Linked DNA regions of Hordeum vulgare: region 1 is linked to region 2. The links are chromatin contacts, called in public Hi-C maps. All regions are on one chromosome and are shown on one strand. Each heading gives the region's core, a stretch centred on a gene start, on an enhancer-like site or on the middle of the called end of the contact. The rest is flanking DNA. Distances are from core to core; before and after follow the strand shown.

What was found. A called contact is a pair of places that touch in the nucleus more often than the background predicts.
Region 1: a contact with region 2 is called in a Hi-C map of seedling, with 3 times the contacts expected there. The contact joins two enhancer-like sites. A contact is called at or near these places in 5 of 6 Hi-C or Micro-C datasets (leaf and seedling).

The regions. Positions count from the first base shown.
Region 1 is chr5H:45,092,872-45,095,849 of MorexV3_pseudomolecules_assembly, reverse strand. No RefSeq gene overlaps it. Among protein-coding and RNA genes, the nearest start is that of LOC123398403, 74 kb to the right of the region's middle. Within about 2 kb of position 1,464, at least 3 of the 3 cell types and tissues checked have open chromatin away from gene starts, as enhancers often do. A contact at or near this core is called in leaf and seedling, where this site is marked.
Region 2 is chr5H:45,038,309-45,041,413 of MorexV3_pseudomolecules_assembly, reverse strand. No RefSeq gene overlaps it. Among protein-coding and RNA genes, the nearest start is that of LOC123398403, 20 kb to the right of the region's middle. Within about 2 kb of position 1,608, at least 3 of the 3 cell types and tissues checked have open chromatin away from gene starts, as enhancers often do. A contact at or near this core is called in leaf and seedling, where this site is marked.

The DNA.
Region 1 (2,978 bases), core at 215-2,714, 55 kb before region 2:
TGACATCATTCGTGGAAGTCATGGTGAAAAAACAAAATCAACACTCCAAAATGATATGTTTTTAGAGCATCAATTTTTTTTGCCACAACTTCCATGAATGCCATTCCCTAATGAAATTTGACAAGCACATAAAACATTGGTCCAAGTTTGCCACTTTTTTTTTAGAATTTTTAGAATTTTGGTTTAGATTTTACTATTTGTGTTGAGATCATAAGAGCTCAAACTCAAATGGGGACTTTTCAACATTTTTATCAAGAATGCAAATGGCATGCACATATAGATGATGTTTTTCTAAATATTTTGATATCTTATTTGATCTTTTTGAGTTAGTATGAAATTTGTATGAAGTTTTTAAGGAAAAAGCATAAGAGAAGCGAAATGGTTTGAACGACTCGTTTTTAAAAACTAGGGATAAACCTGCGGAGTGTGACCCAGCTAGGGCATAAAATCAGTTATCCTAACTAGAAATGGTATGATGGAGCTCCATGCAACTTGGTGTTTTGGAAAATTATGTAATGCATAAAATGGAGCACCATGTGCCCTGCCCGCCGTATGAGACATTGAGACTTGTGGTGTGTAATCGTGCTCACGGAAACATAGCACCCACACGTGCATCGAAGAGGAGCCTCTTGAAATTTGCGACTACGAGGAAAACATGTTACGTCGATGAAGATGTTTTTGACGAGACAAAATCCGTTGCGGTGAGCATTTATTGCAACTAAAACAGTACGTAGGCACTTGCGTGATATCATCATATCGCTGTGTTTTTAAAATCTGTTTCAGCCCTAGTTGCTGAAGGTGTAGACAGGCGTTGAAGAAGAGGAAAATATCCGACGCTCAATCCATGGATAGAAAAAACTAACGGCCGCGCAAGAGCCAGAACCCATGAGCCACTCAACGATAGAGTGGTTTTGCCGTTTCGTCACCACATGAAATGCGTTGCGTGTTTGGGAATCCGTGGGGCCCCGAGTGATTTCACAGGGTGCCCCACAGCTAACGCTGCAGAAAAGCTAACCTACTTACTACTCCATAGAGTACAAAATTAGCGTGGCTACGGAGCTAATTGAACGGTGAGCTAACGGGCGTTGTTTATCAGAGGTTTGACCAGCCGTGGAGCGAGCGGAGAAAGAGCGCGCACGATGACGGTTAAAATATCAATCCATCTCGATCTCCGCTGTCCCCGAGAAATAATTCTGAAATTGGCATCTTCCTGCCACTCTCTTCCCACCAGCATAGCCAGTAGTGAGACCAAACCATGGCAGCGCCAGTGGCCATGTGCTGCCATCAAGGCGACCCAGCCCCGCTCAGCAGCAGCATCTCTCTCTCTCTCAGATCGTGGGCCGATGGAGCGATTAATCAGAGGGGCAGAGAGGAAAAGTATTAGCAGTGGTTAGGCCCTGATTGATTAAGCGCATAAAGCATGCCGCCACGTGATGTGCCGGGAGAGGGAACTATGGTTACGTACGTACGTACGCGTACTGGATCTGTGCGTGTCCGGGACGGGATGCAAGTGCAAGCGCAGTGCACCGCCACGGCCATGGCTGTCCATGTGGTGGCTTGGCGCTAGCTAAGGTTAGGTTAGGTTAGATTTCGTTTTGGGGTTCTCCATCCGGAGCAAGCACGCCATGCTGGAGGGGTCCAAAGCCCGCCTCGCTTTCGTGGCCGTGGGGCGTGCATCCGGCTGCCGTGCCGTGTCCTTGTCGCCTCCGACGAAACGGCCGGCCGGACGGACGGACGGACTCGGGAGAGCCTACGTCGCTGGCAATCATTTGCCGGGTGCCCCACAGATATACGCGATATCCCCTTTTTCTACATATATCTGACAAAAAATGATGGGTTGGAGCTTATGTGAGGAGAGCGGTGTGTCAGCTACTGCTACGATCCCCGCCAAATGAAAAAACCGCAAAGAGAAATATACTGCTAGTGCGGAAATTGGAGAGGTCTACCAGTTGCGTCCCAACCCCAGTTAAGCATCTCTAGTAGACCCTTTAAAATCACAAACTGTAAAATTAAAATTAAAAATATATATTTTAATACGTCATCTTAGCTACGGCCTAACAAATACTTCAAAACAAACTGTAAAATTGAGATAACGAGCTCCTTCCTTCAGTCCGGCCGTCGCCGCTCCTTCCCCCAGCCGACTGCGCTCAGCCCCGTCGGCCGCGCCTCATCACCACGTCGGTCACGCCGTGTCGCCCGCTGGCTGCACCCTGCTCCATTGTCAGCTAGGCCGGTCGAGGCGTGCCCCTTTACCGCCCGTGCCGAGAGGATTTCGACAGACAAGCTGAGGTCACGGAGGCCACGACAAGGTCGAGCTCGTCCCATTCGAACCCGCGGCGATCGATTCCAGTGTCCAGCAGCCTTTTTTCGGTGTGCGGTGATGAATTTCGGCAAGTTTAGTGCGGATTTCGGTAAACTACGCGGCGGGGTGTTTGCTCCGACGAGGTTTGACCGGTATACGGGGCCCCCTCGGTTCGGCCTTCCAACCTTCAAATATAAAGGTCCCGTGTATGGATTTTCGTTGCCCTTCAAAATTTTATGGGTTGGACCACTTTTACACTATCTGTTCTGGGCACTTTTTTCGACCCAAAATGTAAAATGCGAAAATTGTAAGGGTTTGAACACTTATAGAGGGTTTGGTAGAGTTGCTCTTAGGGCATCTCCAACGGCGCGACCTGCAAACCGCCCTTATACCTTCGGATCATGTTGTTCGGACCTTGGAAATCATCCAGCGCACACATGTATCGGTTTGGACAGCACCTACGCCCGCTTGTGACCATCCTCACCCATCTAAACCCCCTCCTTCCTCGTCCGCGTACGTTCCTGCTTGACGCCAGCTGTCCGCATTCATGCCGTCCTAGAGCGTACCACTCCATCCAGTCGGCTTTGAGCAGACACGGCCTCTCGCCGCCTCCTTCACTGAAGTGGCGGGCCAACCGAGGGCGCCACCCACTGCACGCCCGGCTGAACACGCCCCC
Region 2 (3,105 bases), core at 359-2,858:
GCGATCATTTAGATTCGGTTTAGAATACGGTCTAGTTAAAATTTGTCCAAAATATAATGAGTTCCGTTCGGTTTATATGAGTATTAGACGGTTTGCATGAATTTCGTCCGCTTAGGTGAAACCTGAATTGAAATGTATACGGATGGTTGTGGATGCTCAGCTCCCGCATACGTCTCCGTGGCCTAGTCCCTTATCCGCACATGGATGTGGGAAAGAATTACACGCATTGGAGATGCCCTAATAACACTTGTGATTTTACGATTAGATGTACTACCACTTGAATGGAGGATGCTTTCTTTTTACCCAATGCCTTAAGCAAGATTGTAAGAGCAACTCCAACCGGGCGACTCATTTTGTCCGCGCACGTCCGTTTGAGTTGCCACAGATAGAAAACACGGCCTAACGTGGCGACCCAAACGAACGGGCATTCACTTTTTGTCCTCTGGTGATCCATTTTAGGCCTATATTTGGACCGCATTTGCATCGTGGCGGGCACGCACCTCATCCGGGTGCTCCTCCCCGGGCCCGCCCATCGGCGGCACAATCTCTTCTTTTTTATCCCTTTCTCCACCCGCCACCGACAAGTGCATAAACCCTACGCGGGTGCCCATTTTTTCCGACCACTTCCTCTCTAGTCCCCTCCCTCCTCCACCGAGCAGCACATCCATTGACGGCGTGCCTCATTCGTGCCGGTGTGAAAGGCCGAGTGATAGATCTGCGGCGGCGGCACCGAGATTTGACGGTCCTGCCAGTTGGATTTGGCGAATCCGGCCCGCGACGGACTGCGCTTGCCATGGATTGGCCGGTTATCGGTCCACCTAGTCCGAGCAATGCCTCGGTGCCGCGTGCAGACGCTCAATTGGTCTCTAGCCGTTCGGATTTGTATCGTCATTGGTCCGCCAACAAAGCCACAGCCGGTCGTCGCCCTGGTTCGGCGCTGGCCCACGGGCTTGCTCGCTCACCATTATCGTTCATAAAGTGCAATGACTACCCGCTGCAGGTTGTCCCATGCGTTTCTTGAACGTTCGAACAACACAATTAGGTGTTCGTCAAGTGCAAAAATGATGGGGTATGGTTTTCGTGCGGCCTTTTGCTCTCTGGTTCGATGCAATTTTGGTAGCTTACTTGCTCATTTTTAGGAGCAGTTATGAAGATTATACATCTTTTAAAATGTTTAATGTGGTTTTTGTTTTTTTATCTTGTACTCGTAACAAAGAATTGGTAAAAAGATGCATTTAATGCATTTGATGAAATAAAAAATAACGTGCAAATTTCAAACAAAAATAATATGTGATAAAAAATGGATGCCGATCGGACGCGTGAAGACAAGATTTGAATTCGTTCGTTGGCCGTACGACCGATCCATTTACAAAAAAAGACGGACACATCAATCCAAACGGACAAAAGGCGAATAAATTGAAAGGAGTTTACAAAGATGCTTACAGTGCTTGTTATGAAGAAAAAAAAATCGGTATATATACATATATTGACTGTCAAAGAGCGTGGCACTTGCAGTTGCAGCTCAGGCCCGCACCCGAGTGGCACTTCACAGGTCGGTGATCGTGCAACGGTACCAGGGATAGTATTACTTGGTACATCGTCCTTGAGATACGGCTGTCCGTGGATTCAAACAGATCTGAGCCTCTGGTCACACGTAGGGATACGGGGTGTGACAGCTTAGATCGACCCCCCCCCCCCCCCCCCCACCCCCCCCCCCCCCCCCCCCCCCCTGCAATATACTCCGCTGTTGTCGCCGACATCGACATGTATGTACACCCCCTGTAGGCGAACATGCCATGTTACAGCCGTGCAGCTAGCAGCTCACACTCACTGACGAATTAATCATAACAGAGGAAAATGATTCATTCTTGGTTGTAGGAAGCTTCGCGTGGCATCATACGGTCGATCCCGACGGCTCAATAATCGCGCTCATCACTCTGTTGCTCTCTGATTGTTCAACAAAATTTAAGTCTGTTGCTCTCTGGGCAATCTGAAAGATCCTGCTAATTAGTATAGTATTTTTTTTCTTTTCTTTTTTGCAGGTGTCAACTGGTCTATTTTATTTTATTTTGCATCCAGCGGGACTGCTAATTAGTAGTCTACACTTGATTGAAGCAGGTACCCAAATTTGAAATTTGTAGGTGGAAAATTCACACGGGTGAAAGTGCACGGGTGATTTCTGTTGAGTATGCTGCTACGGTGTGTATATTGTTAAAAGATGCGGTAATACGGAAACATATACCTTTTTCGAATGCAGTTTTTAATCGTTGACACTACATGACATCGTATATTTGCTAAATTATGGTTGGTTCCGATCGAGCCTTTAAGCATCTTTAAAGCGGTCCTCAAACCATTCGTAACCGTCCAGGCTGCACGATACAAACGTGTTTAGCCATCCGACACGTGCTTGTGTCGATCCTCGAGCGGTTCAGATATATTTTTTCGACAATACGAGAAAAACGGGAGGGGGAGTGGGGCTTTGCGTCAGTCCGGACAGCAGTTACATAGAACTCTCACATCTCAGGCCCACCCAAAAGCCCTCTCGAACCCTGGCCTTTATCCTTTCATTTTCTCTTATCTCTGGCCTTCGTCGCCGTTCCACCTCCCCGGTCGTCACGTCACACCCCTGCGTGAACTTGACGAGTGTGTCACCTCCAACGATACACCCGAGCTTCACGTCGCTCCTCCTCTGCCGCCGTTCCACAACTCTCCTTCGACCGTCACGCAAATACAGTTCGCACCTACGCATGCTCACCTTGCCCAGCAAATGTTCCATTAATTGTCTGAGCTAAAAACAATTGTCCCAACTTATTTGAAGCATATATGGAGTATATATACAAGCATATATTGAGTCGTCTGACGGCTCGCCCGACGAAGACTATATGGATAGGACGGTGATGATGCAGTCGATGCTCGCAGATGTGGAGCGTGTGGAGGAGCAAGTTCTCAATTTAAAGAGATCGGTCAAGAGCCATCGAGTGCTCAACCGCAATCGGGTGTGCGGCCATTTGACGTTGATGGACGACTATTTTGCCACGGATGCCCTCCTCGCTGACAATTTTTGCCGGCGCTTCCGAATGTGGAAAAATGTTTTCGATGGTCTCT